Linked DNA regions of Mus musculus: region 2 is linked to region 1. A link is a contact called in public Hi-C data. All regions are on one chromosome and are shown on one strand. Each heading gives the region's core, a stretch centred on a gene start, on an enhancer-like site or on the middle of the called end of the contact. The rest is flanking DNA. Distances are from core to core; before and after follow the strand shown. Region 1 overlaps Ptprn2 (protein tyrosine phosphatase, receptor type, N polypeptide 2). Region 2 overlaps Ptprn2 (protein tyrosine phosphatase, receptor type, N polypeptide 2).

What was found. Hi-C and Micro-C count contacts between places; a contact is called where the count stands out from the background.
Region 2: a contact with region 1 is called in a Hi-C map of the N1E-115 cell line, with 2.2 times the contacts expected there. The contact joins two enhancer-like sites. A contact is called at or near these places in 2 of 484 Hi-C or Micro-C datasets (the N1E-115 cell line and nephron progenitors) and 3 of 115 datasets of contacts at active chromatin or transcription factors (embryonic stem cells and extraembryonic endoderm stem cells).

The regions. Positions count from the first base shown.
Region 1 is chr12:117,051,063-117,056,209 of GRCm38.p6, reverse strand. All of the region lies in intron 12 of Ptprn2 (protein tyrosine phosphatase, receptor type, N polypeptide 2), which reads right to left. Among named protein-coding and RNA genes, the nearest start is that of Gm10421, 98 kb to the left of the region's middle. Within about 2 kb of position 2,174, at least 69 of the 459 cell types and tissues checked have an H3K27ac peak or open chromatin away from gene starts, as enhancers often do. A contact at or near this core is called in the N1E-115 cell line, where this site is marked.
Region 2 is chr12:117,197,974-117,202,602 of GRCm38.p6, reverse strand. The region is part of intron 14 of Ptprn2 (protein tyrosine phosphatase, receptor type, N polypeptide 2); the gene reads right to left. Among named protein-coding and RNA genes, the nearest start is that of Gm10421, 49 kb to the right of the region's middle. Within about 2 kb of position 2,317, at least 76 of the 459 cell types and tissues checked have an H3K27ac peak or open chromatin away from gene starts, as enhancers often do. A contact at or near this core is called in the N1E-115 cell line, where this site is marked.

The DNA of each region.
Region 1 (5,147 bases), core at 925-3,424:
GCTTTGAAGCAATAGCCTCGCGAACATATTCACAAACACGGCCAGAAGAGGTTGGCTGCCTGCGCGGCCCAAAGAAGGCGCAGGGACAGAGTTAGTAATGTGGGAGCCAAGACACAGTGCGATGAGAAACAGCAGCTTAATAAAAGCTAGGCTGTTATCAAGTTATGAAGGCAAAGAGCAGGAACTGGGGGAGATGAAGAAAGAGTAAGGAAATTAAAGCTACAAAAGCAGAGTTAAAATCCACACTGGGGGCAACAGAGCAGAACCAGTGGCCATATCAGCCTGACTCGCTCAGCTCTTCGAAAATAATGAGGGAAGGGCCGGAAACAGTGGAGGTGGGGCAGTCAGAACTGTGTAGACGAGGACAAGACGCAGCCCAAGAACCAACCACGAGGTCAGAAGAATGGGGGCAGTGGTAGGATGCTTGCTTGCCCTTCGGCATAGTTTCCACCCAATGACACCTGGCTTGCACAGCAAATTGCAGAAGGAACACTGTACAGATGGACCCCGTAGAGCATCGTCTGACGTAGAACTTAAGGGTATTGATGTGACGAGCCAATGGGAAGGCAAGGTGTGATGGTTTATCCCTCCCATCACAGTACACTAAATAAGAACTGCAGTGATCAGGATAAACAAGTGTTCTAGGTGGAACCACCTGGCTCCGAAGGACTGAAAGAGGGGGCCATGCTCCACTCCCGTGTGCCCAGAGTCACCTTGCCCCTCCGAGTTCCAGCTTGGGAAGCAGCTGCTAGAAGGAACACTGTTGGCAGTGATATTCACATCCAAAGACCACGGATCCTGGAAGAAGTCCCCATCACAGGCCCCACTGGGAACCAGCAGTTTTCCTTCCAATGAAGCACTAGACCAGGACTCTCCTGGGAGCAGCCAGGGCAAGCATCTGGAAGTTCCCTGGTAAAGGCCCCTGGCTCAGTACACAGCCTGCTTGGGTCTCCCGGTGACATGTGTGAGTGAGGGGGAACTACTGCTCCTCCTAACTGACCTTGCTGGTTGAGCCCACCCTACATGGAGGTCCCTCCCATGTGCTACTAGGGAACATCACAAGCACTATTGGCCACTGACACCAACATGCTTGCAGGACAGAGATTCGGGTGTTGGAGAGCTAGCTCCTGGAGTGGGACCCCTGGCACCTGCCTTCACGCCTTCCCCCTGCCCACGGTGAAGCTGATGGCAAGCCGATCAAGCTGCCCACCCCCACCCGAGGGCTTGATGGGAAGTCAGAGCACTACACTGTGGGTCTTCTTCAGCACCCACTCATGTTACCAACTCTTTTTTTTGTTGTTGTTGTTATTGTTGTTGTTGTTCTTAATAGTTTTAAATTTTAACTTATAATATTGTATTTTGGCTTACATGAAACACTGGTAATGAGCCCTCCCCACTCCCACCCCACACACGATGACTCTGAAAAACTCCCCTAAAGAAATCCTAAATTAGTCTTTAAAAAATACACAAAAATACACTGGGGCAGGGACACTGGCCCTTAAGGAGCAGTAATTACTGAGACTGAGGGGTGCCAGAGGCCCAGTGTGGTCTTTGTGCTCAGGGACTGACAGACTCAGGCTCATACATAATTCAGGAGCAGAGACAATACAAGGAGCAGAATTTAGAAAGAGCCAGAGTGGCTAAACACCCATGCCTGGGGTAAATAAAGAGTGCCCAGGAACCCTGTGATGATTTTTTGTACAATTTATGAAAAAAAATCATAGCGTTGAGGTACTAGGGTACCCTCCCTGTGTGTGGTGGGAACATCCCAGGTTTTCACTTTTCCCTAGGAAAGTGTGTAGCCCTCGTGGGCCCGCAGAAGAGCATATGGTACTGCAGGGACAGTGTGTCCCCCACCCCTTTCGTCCTCCTTCCTTTCTCTGTGCACCACAATGCAAAGCTTTGTCGAGCTAATACTTCAAGGATCAACATCGAAATTGGAACTTTCTCTTTCTATAGCCACATCCAATTAAAAGTATCTTAGACCTCCCAGCGGCTCCCCCTCCAGGGCGGCCTGGCTGTCAGAGCCCTGGAACTATACATACATTTTAAATCAACCTGCGGGTCTCCAACCCATACACAATATTATAAACAGCATTTTCGCAGCCCCTTTGTGTGTGCCGCTGTGAATCGGGACCGCTGAATCACATGGGTAAACCCTGCCTCCACCCACACATTCCCGGTTTATGGAGTCATTTCAGAGCAATCCAATTAGTCTCCTCCACCTGACCGTCTGTTGATTACATTTGGATTTTTCTTTGCAGGCGATGTGGGGCGCTCACTCTATGCCGTACAGCTGCAGCTTCTCACCTTCTCAACCCCGCCGAGGAGGAGAATTCACTGCACAAACTCCTGTGCGAATCGTGTGTAAGGAAAACAGTTTGTACAGACGCCTGCCTGAATGTACCAACCTCAGGAGAGTGCCCTGCACAAAGGCCTTTGTGGGCCTAGCTTAGGAGAATCAGACATATTAACCAATGCAAATAAAGGGAGAAGGACTAGAGATGGACTCCTCAGAGAAAGGAAACATGACAACTGTACGCAGGCCAGGAGTGTGGGACCACGGGCTCTGGTCTCTACACGTTTCTCAGCTCATGCTCTGTGAACATTGCTGTGACAGTGACAACCAAGATTTCCACCCCCCTATAAAATTAAATGTCACTCTTGATAGCATAAAATCTGAAACATCATCCTGCCAAGTCCACACCAATACTTGCACAGAAAATTAAACCCTCTCTGTTTATTGAGAGGGTAATGTAGCCTTCAGATGTGTGAGAACCCCTGCTAAGTGAGAAATTAAAAAAGCACCACTGTACGGTCTAATGGTATGTATGAAATAAGAAAGGTAACTTAATTGGTAATCAGAAGAAATCATAAAACTAATCATGCAATTAATGTCTTCAAAAGCAAGCACACGAGGTGTGTATAATTACAAGGAAACAGCGCAATGGTGGCCACTAGGGCCTTGCACGGCTTCCTTGGATGGCCTTCAGCGCCTGCATATGGACTCCCTGGCTTGGTGTCTTTGCCACCTTCTCTAGCACATGGGCCACACCGAACTCCCCTCATGCAAAGGGATCCTAGCATGCCTCTCTCTAAGCTCTGTTCTTCCTTGTCACTGGCTATGGGTCCCTTGGGAGGTATGGCCATGCGTGTATATGTGACAGTTGGGGATTGCTCACTGAGGTGGCTGTGGGAACAACTAATGAACACATATTTACATCTGCAATACCCTGGTTTTCTTTGGAAAGCTACACTGAATAATAAGCAGTTGTTGCTTAACACACACAGTTTGAAGGCTGTTGCAGGGAGGTTAACTTGTTGATAAGTAGGGCCTGTGATGAAGAACCACCAGGTGTTTTTTTCTAGGTCCTATGTCTCTGCACCAGGAGTCCCCCACACAGGTCACCACAGTCCTCTTTTATCCTGGTGACTATATCCTATGTCTCTGCACCAGGAGTCCCCCATGCAGGTCATCACAGTCCTCAGAGAACTAATTGTTCACAAACAAGAAATTACAGAGGAAGAATTCCATTGCTGCTTGTCTTATGCTGATTTGGTCTTGGGGGTAATCACAGTGCCCTGTAGGTTCACACCAACATTGCCTGTTAAGGATGTGCACTAATCTCTCTGCAGAGCTGCATGAGGCTCCCTGGACCTAGCCTGCCACCATTAGGTAGAGGAGAAATGGCCAGTGGGAGAAGCAGTAATAGCTAGGCTGGAGTTAGAGGGAGAGATAAGATGCTAGGAAGAGGAATGGTGTGAGTAGGAGGCCCATTAACAGCAGAGCAAGATATCAAGGGAAGGGCTGAGCATGGTGGTAAGGGGAGCCTAAGGGGAAGAGCTTGGAATCCCATGGATAAAGAAGGTGTGCTATGTGAAATGAATACATTATGGTTAGTCTTGCCCTGCTGTGAGTGTATTCACTTTTAATTTGACCTCAGTGCCCAAGGACTTGCAGTTTGCACCCTGCAGGGGAATGCTGTCCTTGGCATGGGTGGTGCGCTGAGGACTTGTGGCGGTCCCATCAGGACCCTGACACATGGTGGAGGGTTGTTCTGTGAGGACCCACCTGGCCGATGTCTTCTTTCTCTTCTAAGGTCTGTTTTCAACAAGCAGACGAGTCACAGATATGAGACAGGCACATAATTCTATCTTCTCCATACAAGGGGGAGAGAATCATCTCTTTGCTCCTGGCAGTGGACATTTCACGTAAAGCAAAGGGCTTACTGCTTTAGAGAACGTACAACGTACGTGGCTAGCAAGAGAAGATGCAGAAAAGGCCCTCCTTTAGCTATCCTCTGCAAACCATAGTCTGAGAGCACTCCCTTGTTCTTACGTCATTTTGAGGTAGCACATGAGGTGATTTACCCTTTTGTGGGTCCTTTGATCAGCCCCCCAACTGTCCAATTATCTTCACGTGTCAGATTTCTCATGCTGAATTACACAGCTTTAAGCCTCTCATGTTGATCATGGCTCAGACCAGGAGTCACCAGAACATTTTGAGAAGCCACAGTACAGAGGATCCCCACCCCCCAAAGCTGGGCCATTACATATCCCAAGGATCCCACCTGCTCTGCTAGGAAGGGGGGCTTTGGAAGACAGCTAGGGTAACAAACGGGTCACTAGGGAAAAGGAATGTTTTCGAAGTTCATGCTGAAAAAAGAAGGTAAAGTGGGCTTGGCTTCCATGGCACATGTAGATCAATGCCAAGTATATTAAAGTTTGGATATGGAAAAAATCACAAGTTTTCAAAGAAAGTATTAACATGCCTTTGTGCAGCCAGTGAGGTGGCTCAGTGGGTGAAGGCACTTGCCACCAATCTTGATGATCTGAGTTTGATCCCTGAGATCCACATATCTGGAGAGAACAGATTTCCACAAGTTGTCCCCTGGTCTCCACATCTGTGCACACACGCAGATGCTAAATATAAATTAGTGTAGTTCTTAAAAAATATTTCTTAACCCACATGAGGAAAGCATTTCTTTAAACCCTTCCCTTAGAAAATTCAAACTACCCAGGGAAGATATAGAAAGTACAAATGACATTCGATGAGATCTGAATGGACTGTGTGGATGAGCTTTGGGACTGCAGGAAGGCACTCCACAGGGACACTTATGGTGTTCTTGTATAGAACACTCTTATCC
Region 2 (4,629 bases), core at 1,068-3,567, 150 kb before region 1:
TAAGAACCAGGCAACCACAGAGAAATGCCAAGCTTCTCTTATCCTAGTGACCCGGGGAGTGGCAGAGCAGATGAAGCTGGTCAGCAGAAGCCTCCTACGTGGCTAAGAGCTGGCTTTACAGATAAGCACGAACTAGGGTAATTTTCAAGTTTGTGTTCCGAACGCTTTGTTTCTAAAGCCGGCCAGCTCTGGCCAGGGACCTATGGAAGCTGTTTTCAATGTGATTTTTTTTTTTCAAGTAGCTAAGAAATGTACCTCCTTCCTCTTATCGAAACCAACCCAACAGTAGGGATAAAATATCATAAATCCTTGGTGCAGTAGAAATACTTCAAAGCTGAAAGCTGTGCAGGGAAAGCCCCCAGCTGACTCTCGGTCATGGCAGAGAAAACAAAGCTTCATCAGCAAGAGAAGACGACAGAACAGCACGGAGAAGAAATGGCAAGTTCAGTGTGTGTCAGTCTGAAGCCACGGGCATTGCTAAATCATGTTTTATTAAAAATCATTTTTCAAGTAACCCTTTTCATGTATCCAGGTATGGTGGGACTGGCCTTGTCATCTGGAGCTAGCATGGGCCAAATAGTGAAATTCTAACTCATCCATTCCCCAAGCCTTTTCTGTCCTAAGAACTTTGGCCTCAAATGATGCTAGAGGGAACTACATGCCTCCTTCCCAAGTTCTGTGGGGAGTGGCTTCTAGGTGGACCTGCTCCTTGCTCCAAGTGGAAACTGAAATGGCCACATTTCGCTTGCTTTGAGAGACAAAAGATGAAAGGATAATTCTGCAGAGTGTTGGGTTAGAACACGAACCCTGACTGAAGCTTGAATGCATAGAACTCAGTCTACTGGAAAATGAAACTATTAATAATAACACATTGTCATTATTCCATAATGTTGATTTTGATATTCCCAACCCTGAATGAAGTTGAGAACTATAAGTCCCACGGATGATACTGTTCTAGATGTTCAGATGGCCGGAGGGGCTGACCTAGATGCCAGGGATGGAGCCTGGGACTTTGTGTATGCTAGGCCAGGGACTTGTCTCTGAGTTTCATTCCCTGGTACCACACAGAAATCAGCAGAGCTCTGAAAGATGCCCCCCAGTATCCAAAGACAGGGAGAACTGGTAGGTTTTCAGCTTCCACTGGATTTCATGGTGCAGATTTACAGGAAAACAAAGCCATGGTTTCTTATGGTTAAAGCTAAAGTCAAGATGGAGCATGCCAACGAGCACAGTCTCCCCCAGAAGTGTTCTGATTAATAAGCCTAAAGGGTTAATTAACTTTGTCCTTACTCCCTACTCAAAACAGGGGCAGGCTTGTTCCTTCACACAGCTCAGTCTGTTTCATTCTGGGATGTTTGTTTGTTTGTTTGTTTGTTTGGTATAATATATGGTATGCCACAGAATGGGGTCACAGGTCACACCGAGTCTCAGTGTGAAGACTATAGGGTCTGGTGTTGCTTCAGTGAGGACCGACAATCTCTGCATGTTTCCACGATCAGGCTGTTTGTTGTTCTCAAAGGTGTTCAAAGATTTCTAAATGGACAATTTTATAAATCTCATTATCTTATTTAACATCTTAAAAATTAAGGTTATGTGAACATTGGTAAAATACAATGATGAATAAGAAATGAAAATAAGGGTATTGTACCACCTTTTCCTACAGTGCAGAACTATTAATATTTACAGTCAGGGCAAGGCAGTTTGTCTGGCAAGCTGGGCCTGCAGCACAGGAGCTACAACCAGTTAAGGCTGGTTGTTCTGGCTGTCTCCGCCCTCCTATTGGCTGTCAGTTACTCTTATCCAGCTAGTTTGATCAGCAGGTCCTATGAGTCTGAGTACTGCAGGTTCTGCTGGAGCCCGACCCTCAGCTTGTGAAAGCACAGATCTGAAGGGTAGATTCCCTTAGCGGAGAGTCCCAGGACACTGATAGAGGTAATTAACAAAACGGCGGCTCATGATTACCAAGGGACAAAGATACAAACTCAAAGGTGTGAGGGTTCAGTTAAGATAGGCACAAGGTTTATTGTCTTGGATTGGCTCTGGGTTAAATAGGAAGGACCTAGAAATGTAAAGGTTGGAATGCTATAGGGGTGGGGGACAGCAAAGCTCCTAGTCCGAAGAAAGAACGGGTTTGGAACATTCCGGAGAGGAGATGGCTGGGAGGGAGAGAGAGGCAGAGTGGAGCTGCCAGCCTGGTCATTCAGAAGCTTGGCTGTGGCAAGGAGCCAGAAGTTTATTTTAAGAACGAGGGGGAAGCCATTGCATCTGCAGTAACAGAGGCATCCGATGACAGAGCTTCTGAAAGGTCATTCTGCACGGGGCAGACTGATTACATAAGCCGGGACTCCTGCTGCTTCCTGGATCCCTCTGCACTGGCTGAGCTCTGCGTGAGAGGAGCAGAGAGATGGGCAGGGGTGCTGTGAACCCAGGTGCAGAAAGCACCAGAAGACCTCAGTCCATTTAACCCATTCTGTGCCGCCCTACCTTCCTCGTTTCCTCACATTTAGGCAAGCATTATGTTGCAAAACACTTGAGTTTAAACTCTATCCCAGAAATAAACAGTTCTTTTGCTTTGATCTAACAAGGTTTCGATGAAATAAGGTCAAAGTCTGGGGGCGGGGGGGGGGGGGGAAACAAATCAAACAATTTTTATCAATGACCTTGAGGTTTCTAAAAGTCTTCAGGCTTTTGTTACATAGGCCAGTGTTTGGACATTAGTTAATAGCTCTCTTGAGCTGTGGGAAACCTCCTCAGAGGTAAGTGAACTCAAAGTGGCACCAAAAATTAACAGCCAGTGACTCCATCGAGGGCTTGGAGTGTGAGAACAGGCTCGGCAACATGGAGCACTGGATATGTCTGTCCACAGATAAGGTGATTCTTGAGGCACATATAGTACTTAACTCTAACAGGCCTCACAATGCATGACGCATCCTAACAGTCACAGTCCTGGCAAGTGGACTCTTTCTGGAGTGTGGGGACGCTGCATTGCCCCTTGGACCACCTGGGTTCCAGTCATTAAATGATCTCTGCAGTGCTGCCAGAGGACACAGTATATTTTATGAAAGATTCATACACAGGAGGCTGAGGGGCTCCAGCCAGTGAGATCTATTCAGACTAGGATAGCAGATTCGGGGAAACATCCTACGTGTACATCACACAGTGGCACCTATCAGCCTCCTGGGGCACCTAACTGTGAGGTGACACAGAACTTCCTAAAGAGCCCAGCAGAACTCCAGATCTGCACCAACCTAGCCTGTCAATCACCTCTCAAGCAGGCAAGTACGGCATGTGTGGATTTACCTGGGGGACTGACCACTACAGGCCTCCACAACACCCCCTTTCTCTCTCACTCATGAGTCTCCACCCACACTGGGTTACAGACATAGACCTTAGCACCCATGATTCAACAAAAAATGAACAATGGATGGCGTTTTGGGGCTCCTATAAGATAAATCTCTCTCCTTACTGTCCTTCGTGGGAGACCCCCTGGTAGGGGACCTGGCACTTTCTGTGCAATCGATAAATACCTTCGAATAACAAAGGCTCAGGCTCCTTCCAGTCCCAGGAGCAGGAGATAGCTCGTGGGTTTCTGATTGAGTGTGCTCAAATGCTGGTCACATGGTTCAGAAACCTTCCTGAAGTCCTACCTCATCCACTCTGGAGAGGAAGATGCTGTTTGGCAGTGGTCAGACAATAGGTCCCAGCTTCTCACAAAACAGCCTTCGCCATCAGTATTTACTGTTCATTATCTACACTCCAATGAGCCACGAGAAGGGGATAAAGGCAGATATCTGTGATAGTAAACAGTTAAATGTTCATTTTTTAAAAAAATATCTGCACATCTGTTAATTTTTTTCAGCCTCAGCCTTTCCCTCTGGCTGGCTTATAGACTCACTCTAGCTGGAGTATGTGGGAATATTGCATAATCCATTCCCAGAATGCATGAGTAGATCTTTACCCCATAAAATATTCATTCACTCTCAAAAATATTTGCACCCTGCTGTCAAATGTAGACAAATTCACATGGAGTATCAGAAAATGGCCATTTTAATGGGGAACGCTTCCCCTGAGTTTCTCTCTGCACTAAAATATATTCTCCAAAATTATTTTCATAAAAAAAGATTAACAATTTCGACACTGACTGCTAATCCCTTTTCATTTAAAACTCTACTGATAAAATTCTTTGCTTGTCATTCAAATGTAAGTAATAATTATAGATTGTGGGCCTCCGTCTCGGGCCTCATTAATGATAAATTGTATGGAAGTGTGAAGCCAAAGTCAGCTTTGATACATCTCGAAACTCAATTTCCACGGCTTCCCTTAGCTATGTACAATTAATTACACAGTTAATAAGGGAAATACGCTAATGAAAGGAACGCTATTTACCCAGACCGCCTGCCTTCACCAAATATCCTTTGTATGTTTCTCTCCTTGTAATTTTGGTATACAGACAATTTAAAAGGAAAAAAAAACAAAAAAACAAGAAACAATCCAGTTGACAGAGTGGTAGCATTTAATGCTAGTCTGCAGCTACTCTGGTTAAAAACAAGTCTAAAGGAATTTTAATCCAATTTTATATTTCTACTGACTTCTGCTTTTTGAAAGTCCTGAAATAGCCATTTGTCAAAT